Regions from separate parts of the Mus musculus genome. Here regions 1, 2, 3, 4, 5 and 7 are each linked to region 6. The links are chromatin contacts, called in public promoter capture Hi-C maps. All regions are on one chromosome and are shown on one strand. Each heading gives the region's core, a stretch centred on a gene start, on an enhancer-like site or on the middle of the called end of the contact. The rest is flanking DNA. Distances are from core to core; before and after follow the strand shown.

The links. Promoter capture Hi-C pulls out the DNA fragments that hold promoters and counts their contacts. Capture Hi-C pulls out chosen DNA fragments and counts their contacts.
Region 1: a promoter capture Hi-C map of liver shows a contact between it and region 6, with 2.5 times the contacts expected there. The contact joins the promoter of Cdca4 here to the promoter of Hsp90aa1 in region 6. A contact is called at or near these places in 1 of 39 promoter capture datasets (liver), 1 of 115 datasets of contacts at active chromatin or transcription factors (astrocytes) and 1 of 9 other capture datasets (liver).
Region 2: a promoter capture Hi-C map of maxillary cranial neural crest shows a contact between it and region 6. The contact joins the promoter of Evl here to the promoter of Hsp90aa1 in region 6. A contact is called at or near these places in 2 of 39 promoter capture datasets (hippocampal neurons and maxillary cranial neural crest).
Region 3: a promoter capture Hi-C map of liver shows a contact between it and region 6, with 6 times the contacts expected there. The contact joins the promoter of Tedc1 here to the promoter of Hsp90aa1 in region 6. A contact is called at or near these places in 2 of 39 promoter capture datasets (liver and neutrophils), 1 of 115 datasets of contacts at active chromatin or transcription factors (bone marrow-derived dendritic cells) and 1 of 9 other capture datasets (liver).
Region 4: a promoter capture Hi-C map of liver shows a contact between it and region 6, with 11 times the contacts expected there. The contact joins the promoter of Cep170b here to the promoter of Hsp90aa1 in region 6. A contact is called at or near these places in 2 of 39 promoter capture datasets (liver and pre-B cells).
Region 5: a promoter capture Hi-C map of pre-B cells shows a contact between it and region 6, with 11 times the contacts expected there. The contact joins the promoter of Cyp46a1 here to the promoter of Hsp90aa1 in region 6. A contact is called at or near these places in 1 of 39 promoter capture datasets (pre-B cells) and 1 of 115 datasets of contacts at active chromatin or transcription factors (astrocytes).
Region 7: a promoter capture Hi-C map of liver shows a contact between it and region 6, with 5 times the contacts expected there. The contact joins the promoter of Btbd6 here to the promoter of Hsp90aa1 in region 6.

What each region holds. Positions count from the first base shown.
Region 1 is chr12:112,827,758-112,830,932 of GRCm38.p6, forward strand. Cdca4 (cell division cycle associated 4) reads right to left here and starts at 1,764. Exons shown (of 2, transcript NM_001359234.1): 1 at 1,549-1,764. It overlaps Gm52009 (apical junction component 1 homolog), which reads left to right and starts at 944. Exons shown (of 2, transcript XM_030247054.1): 1 at 944-953; 2 at 1,251-2,519. The coding sequence starts at 944. The coding sequence ends at 2,035.
Region 2 is chr12:108,553,446-108,556,360 of GRCm38.p6, forward strand. It overlaps Evl (Ena-vasodilator stimulated phosphoprotein), which reads left to right and starts at 1,275. Exons shown (of 13, transcript NM_007965.3): 1 at 1,275-1,768. The coding sequence starts at 1,764. It overlaps Gm16596 (predicted gene, 16596), which reads right to left and starts at 2,173. Exons shown (of 3, transcript NR_045753.1): 1 at 1,934-2,173.
Region 3 is chr12:113,154,887-113,157,785 of GRCm38.p6, forward strand. Tedc1 (tubulin epsilon and delta complex 1) reads left to right here and starts at 1,535. Exons shown (of 8, transcript NM_134041.3): 1 at 1,535-1,685; 2 at 1,789-1,867; 3 at 2,275-2,477; 4 at 2,692-2,841. The coding sequence starts at 1,551.
Region 4 is chr12:112,720,699-112,723,869 of GRCm38.p6, forward strand. It overlaps Cep170b (centrosomal protein 170B), which reads left to right and starts at 1,476. Exons shown (of 19, transcript NM_001024602.3): 1 at 1,476-1,684. It overlaps Gm46382 (proline-rich extensin-like protein EPR1), which reads right to left and starts at 1,468. Exons shown (of 2, transcript XM_017315329.2): 1 at 863-1,468.
Region 5 is chr12:108,332,999-108,336,071 of GRCm38.p6, forward strand. It overlaps Cyp46a1 (cytochrome P450, family 46, subfamily a, polypeptide 1), which reads left to right and starts at 1,318. Exons shown (of 15, transcript NM_010010.2): 1 at 1,318-1,566. The coding sequence starts at 1,448.
Region 6 is chr12:110,694,879-110,697,873 of GRCm38.p6, forward strand. It overlaps Hsp90aa1 (heat shock protein 90, alpha (cytosolic), class A member 1), which reads right to left and starts at 1,517. Exons shown (of 11, transcript NM_010480.5): 1 at 1,374-1,517; 2 at 641-802; 3 at 174-540. The coding sequence starts at 802.
Region 7 is chr12:112,975,201-112,978,261 of GRCm38.p6, forward strand. It overlaps Btbd6 (BTB (POZ) domain containing 6), which reads left to right and starts at 1,363. Exons shown (of 4, transcript NM_201646.2): 1 at 1,363-1,782; 2 at 1,859-1,949; 3 at 2,053-2,171; 4 at 2,304-3,061. The coding sequence starts at 1,406. All of the region lies in intron 5 of Brf1 (BRF1, RNA polymerase III transcription initiation factor 90 kDa subunit), which reads right to left.

The DNA.
Region 1 (3,175 bases), core at 514-3,013, 2.1 Mb after region 6:
GAGCCAGGCATTCTGGGGGCTCAGATAGTGTTGAGGCCGGTGGACAGTAAAGTGGAAGTGAGTGCTAACTACCCTACAACAACCTGAGGTAAAGAGACGGCCCAGGACTCCACAACCATCATATCTTGGAGCCGTCCTACCTCAGTGACCATGTGGGAGCAGCTTCCTGGGCTCTGACCATCCACTAGAGTCTTGGTTTTACCTGTGCAGATCTATGACAACCCAGGCTTGGATTGTAACCGCAAGCAAGCATTCATCTGGATGTTGGATTTTTTTAAGGAGAACCACAAGTTAATGGTTTCCAAGTTGGGCATGGTGGCAGACTTGGGAAGCAGAGAGAAGGAGAGTAAGGTTGTTTCTGGTTGCACTGTGAGTCTGAGGCCAACCTGGCCTGCAGGAAACCCTGTCTCAAAAACAAAACGAAAATCACAACTGTGTTAAAATACTTCCTCAAAGAGCAACTGGGGCGAGGGACTAGTTGGAAAAATCCTGGGGCCAGTGAACTTGATGGTCCTTTGATGGAGTTTATTGTCCCACTACGTCTGCTTCAGACTTTGTATCAGTGACCCTTGGAAGGATGTGGGGCTTTCTTATGCCTGCCTGCCTGCCTTCCTTTTAAGACTAGCACCTCTAAAATGGGGAGATTTCTGAATGCATTAGGTTGATGAGACAAACGACTATGCTTGCAGAAAACGTTTCCCAGAATCGTTTAGATCAGTGTCCAGCTCAGCTCTGCCATCTCGTATGTCAGATACAAAGGCCACCAGGAGGAAATACGCGGGTGCTGTACGTCTGTTTCAAGTGCTGGAAGAAGTCCCTTCCCTGGTGACCCTACCTAGGGGAGAAAAACTTTAGAAAAGGTTTCTGGAGGCTTTTTCTAGTTACAATTGGCCTCAGGACAGGCTAGCAAAGACAGAGCCCGGGTTCCGGCCAAGTTCCACCGATGCCAGGCAGTACCTACTAGGCCATAAATGATGAGTTTGGAAGGAAGTGGGGTCTACTGCAGTAGGGGAAGGGCAGGCAACACAAGACACTTCTCAAGGGAATGAAAATCCAAGAAACAAAGAAAAGAGCGCAAGGCCAACACTCACCAGGCGGGCGGCTGCACGGAGCCCACCCAGCCCTCCCGGAATCGGGAATCGGTCCCTGGCCAGCAGACAGACGGTTGGGGCTCGGCGCTGCTAAAAGCCAGGGAAGGTCCAGTCCCCCGAAACTGCGCACAGCAAGCGGCGGCCAGCTCGAAAGGTGAGGTGGAAGACCGACGCGGGGTGAACCAAAGAAGAGGGGACCGCGGAGAAAGGCAAGGCCACGGGAGGAAGAGAGAGCGGAAGCAGGGGAGCGTGGGCGGAGGGCGGGACGGCCAGCTCAGACCCGCCGCTCCGGCTCTCGGTATGTGTCACTCAACACGCCGCGGCGTCGTGAGCGCCGAAGGGCGGCCGGCGCAGGAAGCCCGAGGACCCTGAGGCCGCCCGACCGCCCCGGGGGTGCTCTGCGCCGACGCCGCCCATGCCGCAGAAGCTCGAAGGCGCAAACCAGCTACACACTTACCGGCGCCGCAAGGCAGACCCCGCCACTCCTTCGGGCACCCGGATCGGTCAGCGCCCACAAAGGGTCGCCATGGCGCCGCCGCACGAGCGCCGATTGGTGGCGTGCGGGGTGGAGCTTTGTTCAAACCCACGCAAGGCGGAGCCTCGCCGGCCGCGTCTCCCGCGCTTCGGCCTCAGCCGTTAGGCTCGCGCGCTGGGCCGCCCCGCCCCCGTTCCCAAGTCTCCCCGCGCCCCGCCCCGCCCCCGATCCCTTGTTTGTCGACGGCTCGACCCGTTCCCAGGGTTCCGCGCGCTCCGCTCCCAGGGTTCCGCGCGCCTGGCCACCGCCCCAGTTCCCAGGTCTCCTTGCGCCTGGCCCCGCCCCCAGGGTGCTTGCCGCGCCCCCTCGCGCCGGTGCCCGAGTCTCCTTCGTTATCCTGGCCCTCCTGACTCACAGCGGGGCGGTTAATGCCAGCCCTGGGCATGGCCGATGTCTACACCTTCTCTGAGACATAGAAGGGTTGAACGAGGCTCGGTGGTGGCATCCCTGAACAGGTCCTGGTTCGAGTTCCAACTGAGAAAAATTAAAATATAAGGTCCTGGTAGTGCACAAGATCTTAACGAGGACACCAAGTCCGGACGGCGTTGGTTGGGGGATGGAGTGAGGTGGGAAGGTGAGTGGATGCAGAATGTTCAGTGGGGATGCCACATTAGCACAGGGAGCAAGCTCGTTTGCTGGAAAAGACTGGAAACTCCTTCCGACCGGGACTTCTAATGAATGAGCGTTCGAGAGAAAAACCGGTGCCATAAGAGAAAGTATACGGCATACACATCACATCGTGTCTTTGTGGCTTCGTGGTTCACCTAAGCTCACTAATGCATTCCCATTCCTGGGCATACTTGCCCTTTATTTGATGGAAAGGCATGCCATCAAACTTTGACCTGGATACTAGCATGGTTTTTCTTTTGAATTACTATTATTTTTGGATTTACTTATCTGTGTGTGTCATTGTTTTGTCTGCATGTATGACTGTATTTCATGTTCGAGCCTACAAGTGATTGTGGGCTTCAGTGTGGGTGCTAACAACCTTATCAGGTCCTTTGTCAGAACAGCAAGTATTCTTAATCCCTGAGTGTCTTGAGTAAGCTAACGTGTAGTTAGTATAACAAGTAGTGTAACAAAAGTTATGTTTCATTATGCTGAGGGTCATTCACACTCTCAATTCCTATGTGGTCCTAAGCCTGTCTCCCCAACACTGCTCACCTGTCTAGGTATCTTAGCTGAAGGTCAGGTCCAGGCTCTAACATAAGTCTCTGATCCTGGAAGGTTCAGGATCCTAGGGAGACTCTCCAGCTGCAGGGCAAATCAGGGTGGCTTCTCTCCAGATGTGCAGGACAGAGCATTGTTCTTGGTCTCTGCTTACATACTGTCCAGTAGATATGGGGTACTAGGACTGTGTCTGACTATCTTGAGTGAGCGATGTCACTGGGTTCTGGTTGCCAGGTGCAGCCTTGGGTGTAGTGGGGTTCCTGACTACGCTATTTTTACATGTGGGTCCTAGGGATCTTAGGTTCGAGGCTTGGTGCTAAACTCCTGCTGAACCCCCTCAGCTCCATTTTCATTTCTTTCATCTCCTTTTTGGGTACTG
Region 2 (2,915 bases), core at 25-2,524, 2.1 Mb before region 6:
GGCTGCTGAGGATCTGTTGAGGCACCAAGGTCAGTAGGAAACAGACTGAAAGGGACTTGCTCACATTTCTCCCTACCCCCACCCGCCCTTCCCCTTTCCCTAACAGCTAGCCATTTGAAGCCAACCTCTCTTGAGCAAAGCAGAAAGAAGGCTTTATTCCTTGGATGTAGAAGAACTTGGTGTTTCCCACTCTTCTGATATAAAATGTTACAAAAAGTTAAACAGTTTTTGAAACATGTGGCCTCAAAAAGATTTCTTTTTGGAGGCCACCGGTTCTTGGCTTTGGAAAATGGGTTCTCCTCAAAAGTGTCAGTGATTCTAGTGTGGGGTGCAGAGGAAGGACACTATCTTTACAGCAAACCCACCAACTAATTCTTCCCTCCAAGTTACAGAATGGCAACAACTTGTTAGACCCCAGGGACAGACACCTGGAGATTGGTGGAAAAGCACAATGTCTGGCTGGAATAAAAGTGTGCACCAACCCGGACTCTCCTGGGGACACCTGGAATACCTTCAGGTGACCTGAGGCCTGAGTATTTTCATAACTCTTAGGATGTGACAAGGCTCTTCTGTAACAAAGAGACCAATCTGGTTCCCAGGAAGAAGGGAACACATGAGGTTAGGAGAACTATAACCTCAGGCATTGCTAACAGTACTGCAGAGCAAGGGATCCGTTTAAAAATTGCAACTTTCAGCCCATAATGCTCTGTTCTGAATGCACTGGAAAGCCGGTTCAGTAGGGCTCCACGTGCCTCCTGGCACTCTCCCCGCTCAGCCTTGCCTCACAAATCACACCCTTTGCCCTAAGCCTCTCCACCTGCCCTTTTCTATACAACTCCTCCACCACCAGGGATTCTGTGGGGTCTCTGCCCGACTCTGCTCGCCTAGCTCCAGGTCAACGCCCCAAACCCCGGCCCCAGGCCCACCACCCTCCAGCCCTTTCCGCGGAGCTCCGCTTTGTCTCTCCCTACTAACCCCATCCTCCAGGCCTCTCCTAGACCTAAGATCCCTAAGCTTTCCCGTTAAGGTCGCCCCGGTCTTTCTCTCGCAGACAAGACCCTGGAATTCACTAAGTTAACCCCATTCCTCTAAGCTACAGTATCTCCTTTGGGACCTTAGGCCACGCCCCCCGTCTTGCCCCCAGGCCCGGTTGCCCAGCCACCCTTTCCACAAAGCTTCGCCCCGCCCCTCTGAACCTGGGCCACACCCCTGCCCCGCCCCTCACGCCCCGCCCTCTTAGAGGCGCGGACCACGGAGCCCCGCGCCTTTTGTGTGGAGCTTCGCTGCGGCGCGCGCTCATTCCCTCCGCGGCCGCCGACCGAGGGGCGTCGGCGCGCGCAGTCTCCTCGGCGGGCGGAGGGGTCCTCCGCCCCGCGTGCACCCCGCACCCCGGACCCCATCCTCCGGCCGCCGCCCCGAGTCTCAGGCGGACGCGCGCGCTCGCTCCCGCCCGCGAGACCCCGCCGCTCGCCCCCTCCCCCGGCCCGTCGGCGGGCGGTCGGGACGCGCACGCGCCGGCCCGGGCACGCGCGCCCGCCAAGATGGCAGGGGCCGGGGCCCAGCTGTCAGTCGCCACCGCCGCCGCCGCCGCGGCCGCGCTGCCTCGCAGCTAGCGGCCCGGACGCCCGCCGGAGAAGATGAGCCCCCGCCGCCGCCTGCAGCCCAGCCAGACGCGGAGCCGCCGCGCCCGGGGTCGGCTGCCCCGCTAGCGTCCCGTCGCGCCGCGCTTTCATCCCCGGCCCCGTGCCCGCCCGGCAGCCACGATGAGGTGAGTCGGGGCCTCGAGCGCAGCGAGGCCTGGAGCGCCCGGCGTGGAGGGTGGGGTGCCCGGGCATCGAAGCGGCCCCAGAGCCCCCAGCCGGCGGCCCAAGCACCAGAAGACGCTCAGGCCGCGGGGTCCGCGGGAGGCCGCGCCCGCCTTGCGGTGCCTTACCGCTGCGCGCGCCGCGCCGGCGGTCCACACTTTGCCATCCGCACGGAGCTCTTCTCCATTAGGGCGCTCTCCTCTTCACCTTTCTCTTCTGACCTGTCCCCTTTCTCTTGCCAACCCTCAGAGTGTGCAACCCCAAAAGGTACGGCTTTTGATGTGCCACTCAGCTAGAACCTTGTCAACACCCAGAAACCCGCGTGCCCTCTTCATTTGCTGCACCCAGCCTTCCTTTCCAGACTAACCTTAGCCTGCTTTCTGGGGTGGGGTGGGGCGCGGGGCAGCGTATGCCGGGTTTTCTTTCTCTCTTTCTTTTTCTTTTTTTCTGTGCAATTTTATCTTCTAGGCACATCTTTCTTAAACACCGTAGCGTCCAATTGTAGATTCGGTTCACCTGTTCTGTGAACTGTTTAAATCAAATAATGCACTGTTGTAATTTTTGTGTCTGCCTACTTTCATCAAAGATATTTCTGAAGTTCGTCCATAGTGTTTCTATTATCTACTTACTGTCCTGCATAGTATAGATAGTACACACTGTATCCATTCTACTGTTAGTAGACTTTTGAGTTGTGTGTAGCTTTTCCCCATTAACGTTGCAATGAATATGCCGGTGGGTGTACTTCCTAAAGCATTCATATCTATTGAGTAGATAGTTTCCCTACCCACAAGTAAGTTGGGTTTTTTGTTTGTCTGTTTGTTTTGTTTCGTTTTTTTGTTTGTTTGGTTTTTTTTACATAAAAAACATGTACATCTTTTGTCGTAGTTGATAGAACTAAATCCCCAAAATCATGTTATCACTTTATACCAGCAAGCATTTACTAGCCCTTGTTTAAAAATTCCTGACACCTCTTGGTATTGTCTGTGTGAAATTTTAGCCATTATGGTGAGTGTGAAGTGACATTCCATCAGGGTTTTAATTTGCAGTTTCTGGTTGACTAAAGCGACTGATTGTCCATTTGTGTGTGTTTGGTGGTTTTTTTGTTTTTTG
Region 3 (2,899 bases), core at 285-2,784, 2.5 Mb after region 6:
GAGAGGCCTGTAGGAATGAGCAGGTCAGGTGAGGGAAGTGTATAGTATTGCAAAGAAGCCTAAGCGGCAGAGAGTTCCATAAGGGTGTATCAGGAGTTCCTTGGCACAGTAGACAAGAACTCAAGTCTTTGTGCTTTTCAGGGCGCTTCGTGTTTAAGGTGTGCAGTATAGCATGGCTCTGAAGCGAGGGCAGGAAGAGCAGGTAGAAACTAGCTGGGCGAGGCCATTTGCTGTGTGGCAAGGGGCCAGGAAGGAGGAGACCCTGAGGCAGAATAGCTGAAGGTATCCAGATGAGCAGAGGAAGGTCTGCAGCAAAACACAGGGAGGGTCAAGGTAAAGGTGAGCCCGCAGTCTCCGCACTTCCGGAGGGCGTGGCCATCCTGTAGACCGCCGTTAAACTGGCAGGTGCCAAGGGACAGCTCTGCCCCTCCCTCTCACCTCACTTTCCTTTTCCGCACCGCACCCTCTCCCTCTCCACCTGCCTCTTCTTTCCTAGCTTTGAGATGCAGAGTACACGCAGTACTGTCTGTCCGCTGCTCCAACTATTTTTGGTGGCGACATCGAGGGCACAAAGCTTAGTTTGTGTCCGCTCGAGCGTTCAGGTCTCGCCCCAGCAATTCTTCCTGCCACTCGTCGCCTACAGGCTTGTCTCTGGATCACCGTTGGCAGCGTCCGGCCTTTGTCCGGCCCTCCTCCACACGCACTGGCGCACATAATGTGATCTTTCGCATCCGGCTTCCCACAGAGGCTGCTCTGGCTTCACCTAGGTTGTAGCCACGTAGTAGGCTCATGCCGGTTGCGGAGGATAGTTGCCGACTGCATGTCTTTCCCCGTGCATCAGGTTGCACTCTGGGTTCATTCTGCCATTGTCATGTAGCTACTGTGAATCCTTGCGGGATTCTCAAAGCTTACCAAGATTGCTCCTGAAGGGCTGAGTGCAAAACTAAGTTCAACCTTAAAAGAGAGGGCCGCACCCTTTTATGAAGTGGAGAATTTTCCTTAAAAACTGCTCTTCTAGTGGCTGGAGGAAGAATGAATATGGGGACAAGGAAGTCTGGGGCTGGCTGTACATGAGAGGGAGGATGGCTTTCCGAAGAGACTTCTGGCGACGTGGCCCCCGGAACTCCCCACCCACTTCGCAGGGCTCAGCTGCTTCTCGCGGAGGCCTGGCGACCCCTGGCGGCGGGTTCCTTCCAGGGCGGCTTCGCAGAGACACTCCCTTCGTGGCTGGGTGGAGCCACATTGCTCCTTCCTCCGCTCCTCCAGGGAACACCTCGGGCGCATGCGCGCCCTCCAGCCTCGCGCTTCCCTAGCCCGGGGTTGCTAAGGCGGTTGATAAGTCGAGGTGCTGATTGGTGAGTTCCAACGGAGTTGGCACCTCCAATCCCCGCCCCCGACCCCGGAAGTGCCTGCCTACGGGATAGACTGGTAGGCACTCAAACGCCAGAGTCATCGTTCATTGGGCCTGAGGGGAGAAGGCGGGCCTCATCCGGAACTGTGATTGGTCGGGGTCCCGAGCGGGCAATCCGAGGCTGTCTAGTGCTGGCTGTATGCGGCGGCGGCGGAGCCGGGTGGAAGGGGCTGCCCGGGCCCTGCCTGAGGCTGTCGCCGCGCTGAGTCGGTGCCTGCCTGCTGGGCCCAGCCCAGAAATCTTCCGCCGCGCCAAGTTCGATCGACCTGAGGCGGTGAGGCTATTCGAGTAGGCGGTCGGGGTCGGGGCAGGCGTTGCCTGGGCTGATGTAGGTGACACCTGATACCCGCTGACTACAAACTCCTCGTTTGCTTCAGGCTCCAGTGCTCTGGCAGCTTCTCTTGCGCGTGCTCTCACCGCTTGCTGCAAACAATACCTGGACCGACCTTGCCCCAGGTAAGCCCCGCCCTCTCAGAAAGCCGCTCCCCAAGGCTATTGTAGTTTTGTCTTAACCCACCAAGTCCCGCCCCATCAAAGCTCCTCTGTTGTTTCCTCCCTTCCTGCAGGCACCTGCTCCTCTCGCTGTTGCGCCCACTTCCATTAGTATAAGTTCCCACTAGCCTTTACCACGCTTACCTGGGTAGTAGTGGCTTTATCACTCCAGTGAAACGCTGAGACTGGCCAACCACTCACAGAAATCCTGCCCGTTGGTTATCACTTTGCCTCCTCATAGACTCTCAGATCTCGCCTCCTTAGTCCACGCTTAGCAGGTTCTAAGCTTAGGGGGTGCTCTCAGGTCCCCAGAGGGATCCAGGTGAAATCTCCAGGTTAGCACCCCCTGATCTGATCATTTCCCACTCCAGAGGCCCAAGCCTGTGTGGTGAAATCAGCACTGGGCTCCCAAGGCTACCCCAGGTCTGTGCTGCTACAATTTCCAGACGGCAGTTCTCAGGGAAGCCGGGAACTGCTGTTGGCCCTGTCTTGGCTCCTCGCCCGAGGACCCTTGCTTGAGCAGCTGCTTGCCCAGACCCGTGTGCAGCTGGGTGACCAGTTGCCCCAGTGGGAGGTGAGTATGTAATTGAGGGTGTCAGAGCCCTGCTTTGCCCAGAACCCGTGGATTTCTCCGGGCTTCCAGCTCATGTGGTATTTGCCCTTGGTGTGGTTCTCATCCAGCTTTGAAGCTGAGGATGTACGTCAGTAGTACAGCTTCCCTGTCCTGGTCCTTCCTCGAGATATGGGATGTATAGCAGGGCTGACTCTTGTTCCCTCTCTACTGTGAGGCCCCAACCAGTCCTGGTCCTCCTGCACCCTTTGTGGAACCAAAGAGCCCCGTGGATCTCCGACTAGTGGAATGGCTGATGGGAAGGCTGCGGTTTAGGTGGCGATGCCTGATCTCTAGTCAGCAGGAGCAGTGTATCCTCCTCAGCAAGGTAATACAGGCACATGGCTCTTCACCCTGTGCCCAGGCTGCCTTTCCCTGGGGTCCAT
Region 4 (3,171 bases), core at 226-2,725, 2.0 Mb after region 6:
GAGAGCCCGGCTCGGGAGTTGGGACTCAGAAACAGGACAGTCTCAGTCTACTAGGAAGAAACTGCAAAATCCCCATACAGCTCCCGGAAGCTGAGACCGGGGCTAACAACCCTGGCAAGGACAAATGGGCTAGGAAGACAGGAACGTACCCAGCCCTCCTCTTTCCAGTACCTGACAAGTCTCCTCTGCCTCCATCTCTTCCAGTTCCTGGCCTCTCCCTGGAGTCCTGGCCTCCCCCTCAAAGTACTCCCGTTTGCCCACAAAGACATCTAGAGCTCTCTCCAAGGCCTTCATCTCATCAGGTCTCAGCTGGCACAAACTTCCTGAGCCCCACTGTCCTTGGGATGACATCCAAAATTGGTCACGAGGCTACAGGTTCCTCCTCTGTCCATACCGCAAGCCAGGCTCCCCCATTTGGGCCTGTACTATAAGCTCGCACAGCCAGGCCCAACAACCTAGCACATTCTCATGCAGTTTTTCCTATCTGTCTCCTCTTGGCGGGCTTGCCTCTACTCTCGAGTTGTGTAGAACCCCTTCCACCTCCTTCTACAGGGCAGGGATGGGCAACTGTGCCCGCTGGCTTTGGAGCCTGGGCGGGGTGGATTGGGTTCACGAAGCTCCTGTACCAGCAGGATAAAGCGCACATTCCTAGGCCTGGAGTTCTGCTCTGCATTCCACTTCCGCCAAGGCCCTCACTAGTACCCTTCAACGGGAATGCAGGAATGCACTCTGAACAGTACTTTCTCCACCACTCTGCAAAGCCGCTCCGCCCCACGCTAATCCTTTCCCCCTTGGCACTAGAGGGACACCTGATACCTCCATTGTTGCACCAGGCACCAGCCAGCGGCCGGTGAGAACTTACCTCAGGAACTGGGAGAGCCTCCGGAGTTCCCCGCCCCTCCCCGTCCAGCCCACTGTGACATCCAGGTACGTTGGTGTCTTTGCCCACCATCCTGTCCCGAGCCCGTGGCCTATCCTGCAACGTCGAGGGCGCAGGAGGAAGAGACCCAGCTGGACGCACAGGCCTCTGGGATCCATCCTACTTCCTTCGCCCTGCACCCCTCCACTGGGCTGAAAGGCCAAAGGTTGGGGCTGGGAGAGCGGCTGGAGCTCGGGCTTCTGGAATGTGGTTAAATGTTAACTATTCGGCTCTGGGACAGGACGCTGGGCAGCCGTACGCCCTTTCTCGCAACCCTGGGATAGCCAGCGCCAGAGAGAAGGGGGTCTGAATGCACAGGGTGGCGGAGATGCGCCGCCCCAGGCTGGGCCGGGGACAAAGGTGATCGCCCGTTCCTGGTTGCCCGATCCGGTGCGCCGGGACGGGTGGACGGAACGGGAGGGGCCGCGCGTAACCTCTGGGGCGGCGCTGCGGAGTCCAGCTCACCTGCTGAGGCTGGCCCGCCCTAACCTGGTTTCCGGGGGGCGGGGCGTCGCGGGGCGGGGCATCACGGGGGCGGGGCGCGCCGGGGCGGAGCGTGTCGCGGCAGACGTCAGGGGACCCGCCGCGCGAGGCCGCGGTCCGGCGCTCTGCCCGTGGGCTCGGCCGGGGCTGCCGCCAGCGTGCGGGCCGCGCCGGGCATGTCCTAGGCGGCGGCCCCGCCCAGCGCTCGGCCGGGCGGGCAGAGGGCCGGGCTGGGCCGGGCAGCGTCCGGGCGGGCGAGCCGCGGGCCTGGCGGGAGCACAGGTAGGACGCAGGAGGGGCCGCGCCAGCCCTGCGCCCACGGCGGCAGGGCCTCCAGCAGGGCACCTGCGTGCCTCCAGGCCACACCGGGGCGGGCGGGGCTGGACAAAAGCGGCGGTGAGGAAGGGGCTGGGCGAGGGCCCGGCACACCTGGCCCGGCCAGCGCTTGCCGATGCTGCCCATGTCTGCGCGCGCCCGGGAGGGGCCTCCTGGCACCGGCGACAAGGCCTGGCCCCGCGCATGTCTACGCGGCCTGCCGAGCTGGTAGACCTGGGCGCCCGGTCCCCGCCCGGGCAGGGCCAGCGCTGATTCAGGATACAACGCCGCTCCCTCCCCCTCTGGGCCTGGCGCGCCTGCCCGCCTCCCGGCCTCCTCCCGGGTGCCCGGTCCCCCCTCCTTCTGCGGTCCCTCCCTCCGTCTTCCTTCTCTTCTCTCCTTTCCCTTTAGCCGCCACCGTCTCCCTGCTTTCTCTGCCTCTGGGCTGTCCGCGGCCAGGAGGGGACCTCCTCCTGTCTGCTCCTTTCAGCCACGGGGCTGCTCCCTGCCTCCCACTGTCTCTCAGCATCTGCATCGCCACCTCCTCCTTCACCTTCGGGTGGTGGCTCTTCTGCTTGGCGCGGCTGAGGGGACAAGTTTGGGGTGTTTATTATTCTCCCTCCTAGCAACGATGGCCGGGCTAAGCCTAGCCCCAAACCTCCTACAGCAAGCCCTGGCTCAGAAGCCTTTCCAAGTTGGACTGGCGGTGGCAGTGGTCACCCCATGACCAGGCTCTGGGGGTTGGCCTCCCTCTCCTCTAAGGGTGTCCCCGTGCCTGCTGTCCACAGTGAGATGATGGCAGGCAGGTGATGTCAGAGTAGGAGACATCCAGGCTGGGTGGGGCTGGGAGGCTCAGTGACGCCCTGGGTCTGGGGCCTGGGGGGGGGGGGGGCTCCCTCCACAGCCCTGACACCTTTGCCAGTAGGATTGGGTCTTTCTGAGAGTTGGGGCTATGGATACCCAGTGAGGTCCTAGAGGCTGCAAGGGCATTGAAATCTTGCCCCTTTAGCCCTTGCCTCTCAAGCTGGGCCCTAAGGAAAGGGGACCTCAGAGCAGGGTATGGGTATGTTCCTGACCACCTGGAGCTGTTTTCTGGGGAGGCAGGTTTCTTTTCTCCATCTTCCTCCTGCTTCCTGAAGGAGTGCTGTGGGCCTTCACAGATGGACAGAGCCCTGTGTTCTTGCCTGCTGCTTACCCCGAAGGGACCCGAGACCTGGGTGAGCAGCCCAGTGTTGACGTCTCTGGGCATGGCTCCTGGGAAATGCAGGACAGGGTTTGGTCCCTCAGATCACTAGTGTGACCTCTCCAGTGTGTGTGTGTTGTGTGAGTTGACACTTCCAGAGAGATGACTTGTGTGGTCGATCCTGCTTCCACCTGACCAGCCCTGTGGGGGCCCGGAGTCTTTCCGTATTCTCTGCCCCTCATCCAGCTTCCAACTTCTGCACGCTGTGGTC
Region 5 (3,073 bases), core at 68-2,567, 2.4 Mb before region 6:
GCTGTCTACTCTCTTTAACTCGCCTAAAAGCACGCAAGAAGTCTACACCCTCCTCGCAGTCTCATGCCTTCATCTCCTCTCAATTCAGGAGCTTTCACAAATGGCTAAACTAAACTGGCTGACCTTCCTCTGCCCCCAAGCAGGGCCACGGGAGGTCCCTGTTGCGCACATGCGACTGCCGCTCGCTACCACACGGGGGCGCGGTGGCAAGCCACATCCCCCTAATGCCACTCAGAGGCCAGTCCCCGGTTGGATGCTTGGCTTCCCGTCTTGTTCAGGCTGAGGTGGCCTCTCCAGACCGAAATCAAGCACAGCTCCTAAAGCTCTCCCCGTCACCTGCAGCTCACGGATCCCTGATATGTCCCTCCCGGGGGCTGGTCCTGTATACCCGGAAATGTAGGCACACGGTCCACACTTTTTTCCTGTTTTTCTGTCTTCAGACCCCTCCAGGACCTAACCAAGGTCTCGGAGTAGTCAGAAACCGACCTTCTCTCGAGGTCTTCAGAGCCCCCACTCCCCAATCCCGAGGCTCTTTATCTAGTCAAGGAGAGCGCACATCTGGCCCTCCCATCCACTGCAGGCCTATCTGAGCGTCCCCCACGGGAACTGAAACTCGGAAGTGAGGAGCACTTTGCGCTTCCACCGGGTGAGAAGGCGGAGCACAGCCCAGCACATTCCTATGGACCATCACCCATACTCAGGATTATGGTTTTCCCGGGCCCAGGAACTCCTGCATCCTGCTAGGATCTTGTCCTCCGCCTCCGGGCGGACGCTGGCACACAGCGGGCGCAAGGCTTGCACCGACCTGCAATGAAGGCGCAGCGCGAGGACATTTGGGATTGACTAACTTTGGGGCGCTAAGGTTTCAGGGAGATGTTTGAGAACAGTCAGCGCAAGACGGGGATTGGAGGGCTGGGAAAGGGTTTTCAGAAGGTTTGCACGAGAAAGGAAGAGGCCTGGCACTGCACGCGGAGAGACAGTTGGCGAGGCCAAAGGGGCGGAGCCAGCGGACGGGATTTGCGCCGCCGCCTGGGCAGCTTGCGCCCAGGAAGCGAGGTTGCCAGGACAACGCGTTCTGGGCGGGGCGACTTCGGGGTGGAGTCTGAGCTCAAGAGAGGGTAGAAGGGGCGTGGCCTCAAAGTCTGAGCCAAAAGCCAGGTTGTGATTGGTGAATACTTATCGCTCTGGGCGGGAACGGCGTGGCGGCTGGGGCTGGGCCTCAAAGAGGGCGTGGCCGTGCGGGGGCGGGTCCTGAGAGCTAGGGCTGGAGGCGGAGACGTGGTTGGCGGGTCCGCGTGCCCGGGGCGGGGTCGAGCCAGCGGGGGCGGAGCCGAGCGGCGGGGGCGGTGCTGGTGAGCGCGGGGCCTGGGGCCGAGGCGGCGCGCAGCGCTGACAGCTAGTCGGTCGCAGCCTCCGGCCCCCTCTGCACCGGCGCCGACCACGAGCCATGAGCCCCGGGCTGCTGCTGCTCGGCAGCGCCGTCCTGCTCGCCTTCGGCCTCTGCTGCACCTTCGTGCATCGCGCTCGCAGCCGCTATGAGCACATCCCCGGGCCGCCGCGGCCCAGGTGAGCGGGGGGTGGGGGCGGGGGCCTGGCTGGGGCTCTCGATCGCGGGGTCTGGGGACCGCGTCAGAGCCAGCGCCCAGGACGGGGGTCCAGCCTCGTCTTGTACGCACGGCCAGCCCGGAGACGCAGGCCCGGAGAGGGGCGCTAACTATTCTTAGTAACAAATTACTCACAGCCGCAGCAGCTGCTGGGCGCCCACCGCGCTTGGCTGGGCCGCACAAATGTGTCGGCAGCTACAGTCCTGTCAGGTAAGCGCTGCTGTTACCCCATCGTTCAGACCTGCAGACTGAGGCGCACGCGGGGAAGTCACCTGCCAAGGTCACACAGTTGGTAAGCCTAGATTTAAACCCAGGTTAGGCTGCTTTCGAAGTGGACGCTGCTAACTTTAGGACTTGGACAGGGCCAACCTGTCCAAATACTGAACACTGTACTCCCGTCACGTTTTTCTGTTTCTGTGTTTCTGTCCTGGGACATTCCATTTGTCCTCAGTATTTCCATTCCGTTTTTGGCCACTTTACCAATGGCTCCCATCAAAAGCTTACCTTTCTTTTCCTTTTCTTTCTTATTCCTTTTCTCACCCCCCCCCCTTTTTTTTTGGAGACAAGGTTTCTCTTCAAAACCCTGGATGTTCTGGAACTCACTATAGACCAGGCTGACCTCAAAACTCACAGAGAGATCTGCCTGTCTCTGCCTCCTGAGTGCTGGGATTAAAGGCCTGTGCCACTATACCTGGCAAGAGCTTTTTGAAGCTTAGAGTAGATGTGTAATGAAAGTGTCCCAAGGGCTTCCCATCACTTCAGAGTTGAAAAATCCCGTTTCACATGAACCATACCACACAGCTAGCAAGCTACTACTAAGTTCACAGGCAACTTAGTACCTGTCCCCTCTTGCCCCCTTTGCATACTACGGTTGCCCTAAGCCTGCCTGTCCCCTACATCTCTCCATTGGCTCTCCCCATTCACCTTCTCTGGCCTGTGAGTGGTATTTTCTTGTTCTCATATCAAACAGGCTGTCCCAATCCCTCTATGTGAAGCCTGCCCAGCCCCGGTAATTTTAAGGCTACCCCTGGAGTCACCTTTTTTCCCACCTGTTGATTGCCCCATGCTAAAATGTGAGCCCAAATAGGGCAGAGATGTTGGGTTTGCTTGTGTCATACCTCCAGGGCCTGGCATGTTGCACTTAATTGCTCAATAAATAAATATCTGTTGAATGAATAAATAAATAAGCAAAGGTATTAGACACATTTCTTAAAGACCTCTGGATATGAACATTCTGGAAGGTACCATCTCCAGTACAGCAGCCTGAATTCCTGTTTGTGGACCCGAGTGACCCCTGTGGCTGGAGACATGGGGAGGCCACTCTTCTCTCCCTTGTGTCTCTGCCCTCCTTTTGACCTTGGGGGTCTCCCTTGGACACCCCCCCCCTTGCCTTGTTTAGCACTTACAACTTTCACTCCTCCTAAACAGGCCTTCTCCAGGACTGCATGGCTTGGCTTAAGGCTATGCTA
Region 6 (2,995 bases), core at 267-2,766:
AAGCTCCCTTTAGATTAACAATTTTGTTGAAAAGCTCAGGACTTAGCACTAAGGCTATGTATGCCAGACTGCTCTTTAACTCTTCAACTCTCCAAGTTAACCCTCTCAAGCACTTACTGAAGTTAACCAGACACCCCCTACAATTGAATACATTCCTTTTGGCCTATGCCTACCTGTGTCAGTCCTCACTGTGAAGGATCCCCCAGCTGAGGACTCCCAGGCATACTGCTCATCGTCGTTATGCTTCGTGATGACAGTCACTTTCTCAGCAACCAAATAGGCAGAGTAAAAACCAACACCAAACTGGCCAATCATAGAGATATCTGCACCAGCCTGCAAAGCCTCCATGAAGGCTTTGGTGCCCGACTTGGCAATGGTGCCAAGGTTATTGATCAAGTCGGCCTTGGTCATTCCAATCCCGGTATCCACAATGGTCAGGGTTCGGTCCTGTTTGCTGGGAATGAGATTGATGTGCAGCTCCTTCCCCGAGTCCAGTTTACTGGGGTCCGTCAGGCTCTCGTAACGGATTTTATCCAGAGCCTATTAAGAAAAGATTAAAAATGAAAAAACCGTCAAGCGCAAACCCCAAGGTGAAATTTTCAGGGAAAGCAACGTCCAATCCTCCAAGTGGTATACTCACGTCCGATGAATTGGAGATGAGCTCCCTCAGAAAGATCTCTTTGTTCGAGTAGAAGGTATTGATGATCAAGGACATTAACTGGGCAATTTCTGCCTGAAAGGCAAAGGTCTCGACCTCCTCCTCCTCCATTGGTTGGTCTTGGGTCTGGGTTTCCTCAGGCATCTGGAACACAGAGGACGACTCTAAAGCCTCACAGAATGGCTGCAGGCGTGCTAACGACCGCCCCTCCTCTATAGAGGTCTCTTACCGACTCTATTTTGGACTAAGAAAGGGACGAAATAGAAAAGGGCGACGGGGCGGGGGGTGGATGACAAAGGGATGACCTCATTTCAGAATGCGGTAATTACGAAGCGCATGTGCGCGCCTCCGGGAGGACGTTCGGACCCGGGCGGCTCCACGCACGCCGTTCCTAACGGCCACCCTCCCCCAACCCGCCGCTATGGCGCCTCCCTCGCCCGCCCGCGCCTCGGCGGCACCGGCGACAGCCCAACCCTCGCTTCGCTCGCCCCGCGCCCGCCTCGCCGCCGCCACCGCTCCTCCTCGGCGGCCATTGCCGCATCCCCGGCCTGGGGCGTAGATATGAGGCCCGCCTGGGGCCTAGGGTCGGAAGCCATGGCCGCCCACCTCCGCGGGCTGAGGGAACTCGGATGGTGGCCCCGCTGCCGCCGCGGCGCCAGCAACCTACGGCCCTGCTCCCCAAGCCCCCGCTAAGTCCGCCTGCGCCATCACTCACCGTGGCTGAATGAACACGCACGAGACGTGACGCTCCGCACCAGGACACTGAAGCAACTGGCGCGCCGCCCCCTGCGCCGGCCTTATATAGAGGCGGGCCCGCCCAGCGCGCGGCGCTTCTTTCCAGAAGCCTCCGGAACCTTCCGGAAGAACCCTCCCCAACCGTCGCCTCGGCCGCGCGCCCGCGCCTGCGCAATGGACGGGCCCCGCCCCTCCACCTGGAGCGCGCCGAACCCGCGCGGAGAACGAACGCAAGCCCCTCCTCCACAGCCAGGTGCTCTGCACATGCGCAGTCCGGAACGCTCGGCGGGCCGGGCGCCTTCCCGGGCCGCACGCGCGCGCGCGGACGGGCCGGCCAGCGCATGCGCCTGAAGCCTCCATGTGAGCCCTGTGGTCTAAGGCTTCTTTTCCCCGGCGCTCTGTAAAAGGGACGTCCCCATGGGAACGCGCGCGTGTTGTGTGAACCTCGCGGTCCTCTGCGGCGCTTTAGGTCCTTGCAGGCAAAAGGTCCCCCTTCGGGCTCCCTTTGGGAACGCGGACCCCGCAGGAGGCGAGTCCCGCCCCCCCCCTGGCTTCCACCTTGATGGGTGGGGCGCCTCCCGGACTGGGGTTCTGGTTGCGTAGTCTGAATTTCAGGGCTGACCCCGCTGGAGTGTGTTCTGAAGCCTTACAGTGGGCTTACTGAGAGACCTTACACGGTGGGTCTTACAAATCCGTCCAGAGTGCTTGGGGATTTCTCTTTGACCAAAAGCTATGACCCTCAAATTGGGCGTTGTGAGGGATTTTGTATCAAATTTGTGCTACCTTAATTTACTGTAATTTTGGGGCTGGAAAGATGGCTCTTCCAGTAAAGGTGCTTGGGTTTGATATCTGCCACCCAGAGCGTGGGAAAAAAAGCTAGCCTTCAGCGCTGTGTCTCCCACGTGCCCATACACACACACACTCGCACAGTGTGAAAATAAGTGTAAAGGACTAGAGAGATGGCTGGGAGCAGTTAGTGGTGCCAAACACGCACGTTAAGGCAGCTCACAACCACCAGTTACTACAGTTCTTGGAAATAAACTATCCTCTCTGGCCTCCACGGGCACCAGGAACACACATGGTGCACAGGCACACGCAGTCAAAAAATGGTCATATAAAACACTCTATCCTGATTTTTGAAGCACCTTCATATGGTGTACATACGAAGTTACTTTGGGCGATTAACGTGACCCAAAAGATAGTTTCCTTGTTTGTTTATCTTTAATATAGGCTTCGGTTTCACTCCCCATACCTTTCCTTTGGGTTACTCCCACCCTGTATTTCCTATTTCCGCATCTTTTCCTGCTGACAAAACGATTACTAAGATTAGAAAGAAAAGGGCTGGAGAGATAGCTCAGTGGTTAAAAGCATGGACTGGTCTTCCAGAGGACCCAGGTTCAATTCCCAACACCCACAAGGCAGCTCACAGCTGTCCATAACTCCAATATCTGACACCTTCACACAAACATACATGTAGGCAAAACACCAATACACATAAAATAATAAATAAAAGCTTAGAAAGAAAAGAAGCCGGGAAAGAGGAAGCCAGGCAGTGGTGGCATAAGCCTTTTTAATCCAAGCACTCGGGAGGGAGTCAGAGGC
Region 7 (3,061 bases), core at 113-2,612, 2.3 Mb after region 6:
ATAGCAAAACCATGGAGAACACAGAGCAATGATTTAACACAAGCAAAAACAGACAAACATAGTAACTTCAGACTGCAAAGAATCAATGCAGCAAAGGAGTCTGTCCAGTCAAGACAACCACAAAAAAGGGAGAAAGCATCTGTCCTAAAGACTGAGCTCAATGCAGTGAAGAAGCAGACTGATTGGAAAGTGGGCAAACGACTCATGGAGGTACTTCTTCCAAGAAGATATACAAATGACCAAGAAACACAGAAAGGTTGACATCAGCAATCAAGATTCCACCTCATATCCACTAGCATAGCCTCTATAAAACCCAGAACATTATAACAAGGTTTACCCAGGATGAGGGAAAAGAGCAGTGCACGCTGTGGAGGACTGATAAATAATACAAGCACGAACAAAGGCCATTGCAAAGTTTGCTCAAACAAGTAACTGTATCTGGACAGTGATGGTGCACTCAGGAGGCAGGCAGGCAGATCTGAGGCTAGCTCCAGGACAGTCAGCGCTACACAGAAAATCCCTGTCTCAAAACCTAAGGGGCGGGGGGAGCACGAAGCACTGGATATGACTCAGTGCTTAAGAGTGGTTATTGCTCTTGCTGAAGAGCCAGCACCCATCTACCCACAGCTCACAGCTCACAACCATCTGTATCTCTAGTCTTAGGAGATCCAACAGCCTCTCCTGGCCTTTGCAAACACCAGGTACAGGCAAAACATCCACATCCATAAAATAAAAATGAGAAATCAAGAGCTACCATTTTATCCAATCATCTCACTTCTGGATAAAGACCCAAAGAATTGCAATTAGGATCTGGAAAGGATAAAATTGCCTCCCTATGGTCAGCACAACTGGGATATAGAGTTGATATATACACGGTTGGATAAACTGGCAAACAAAATGTAACCCATTGGAGTAGTCAACTTAGAAAGGAAGGTCTATGTAGAAAGTTTGAGGTCACCCTGTGGCACATGAGGTCTAGACTCATGACAGAAAAAGAAATTCCGACATAACAGGTGTACTGCCCTTGACTTTGTGCTCTGTTAAAGAAGCTGTACACAAAAAGGGAGATCAAGCCTTGCGTTAGAGACTCATTTCCTCCACGAAGAAAAGCTAGCTGGGTCAGGTGATTTTTCAAAGCCTGAGCTGTTGGAAAAAAAATCTCATTTCTGAGTGATAGAAGGTGCAACCACAACTCGCCCTTAAACCTGGGCACCCGGGCGGAGCTTCAACACCTCCCCCAGGGGCGGGGCCCTGGAACGAGGAGTCGCGTCTTGACGCACAGTGACGAGAGACGCCGGCGCCGCAGCAGTGGGTACGGGCGGGACGGCGCCCCCTGCGGCCGAGCCGCGGGCTCGGTGAGGGGTGTGGGGTGCGGGTGGGTAGCGGGCAGGGCCGGCGTGGCCCCATGCTGCTGCCGCTCGCCTGCCTGCATGGGCGGGTGGCGCAGTGCCTAACCTCCCTGCTGGTGCTCGCAGAGCCGTTTCCCAGGCCCCGTCGCGGCGCGAAGGCGCGCGGCGCAGCACCGACCAGTGCGGAGCCCGCCCCGGCAGTAGCGAAGATGGCCGCGGAACTGTACCCGCCCGCCAGTCCCTCTGCAGCTACTGCCACCGACATCGCCAACAGCAACGCGGCAGGCGCAGCCGAGAGCACGAAGGTCGGGCTTTGCTGCCCGCCCTGCCTGGCACCCGCCCCGCTGCCGCCCTTGCCCGCGCCGCCCTTGCCAGACAACAACAATCCCGAGAGCCCCAACTGGCAGTCCTTCCATCCTACGCTGCGCGAGAGGTGAGCCGCCGCCCGCCCCCGGGCTCTGGAGCCCGGGCGCGCGCCGTTCCAGCCCGTGTGCCTCTGCCCTTTGCAGGAATGCGCTCATGTTCAACAACGAGCTGATGGCTGACGTCCACTTCATCGTGGGGGCTCTGGGGGCTGCCAGGCGTGTGCCCGCCCACAAGGTGGGTAAGGGCGCAGCCCTGTCCCCTGGTGGGCCTGGCTAGGTGCGTCTCCCTGGACCTTGTTTACTGCCCTGTAGCTCAGGTGGTTTTCTTTCATCCACAGTATGTCTTGGCTGTCGGCAGCTCCGTCTTCTATGCCATGTTCTACGGGGATCTTGCGGAAGTGAAGTCAGAAATCCACATTCCCGATGTGGAGCCTGCTGCCTTCTTGGTCTTGCTAAAGTAAGTGCTGTGCGCTGGGTCTGGAAGGATGGGGTGGTTACCTTCCAATGGTCCCCTACCTGTTTGCTACAACCCCAGAGGTTGTGCAGGGGAGCCCTTGCAGCTCCCCAGGAGAGCCCCTGCCTTACGCAGGTACATGTACAGCGATGAGATCGACCTGGAGGCGGACACAGTGCTTGCCACTCTGTATGCTGCTAAGAAGTACATCGTGCCTGCCCTGGCCAAGGCCTGCGTCAACTTTCTGGAAACAAGTCTGGAAGCCAAAAATGCTTGTGTCCTGCTGTCCCAGAGCCGACTGTTTGAGGAGCCTGAACTGACCCAGAGATGCTGGGAAGTCATTGATGCACAAGCTGAAATGGCCCTGAGGTCTGAAGGCTTCTGTGAAATTGACCGGCAGACACTGGAGATCATTGTGACCAGGGAGGCCCTCAATACCAAGGAGGCTGTGGTCTTCGAGGCCGTCCTGAACTGGGCTGAGGCAGAATGTAAGAGACAGGGCCTCCCAGTCACTCCTCACAACAAGAGGCATGTTTTGGGAAGAGCCCTCTACCTGGTCCGAATTCCAACTATGACCTTAGAGGAGTTTGCCAATGGTGCCGCCCAGTCAGACATCCTGACCTTAGAAGAGACCCACAACATCTTCCTTTGGTACACTGCTGCCAAAAAGCCCCTCCTTGACTTCCCCCTGACCAAGAGGAAGGGCCTTGCTCCACAAAGGTGCCACCGCTTCCAGTCTTCTGCCTACCGAAGTAACCAGTGGAGGTACCGTGGACGCTGTGACAGCATCCAGTTTGCAGTGGACAGAAGGGTGTTCATTGCTGGGCTGGGCTTGTATGGGTCCAGCTCTGGGAAGGCTGAGTACAGCGTCAAGATTGAACTCAAGCGGCTAG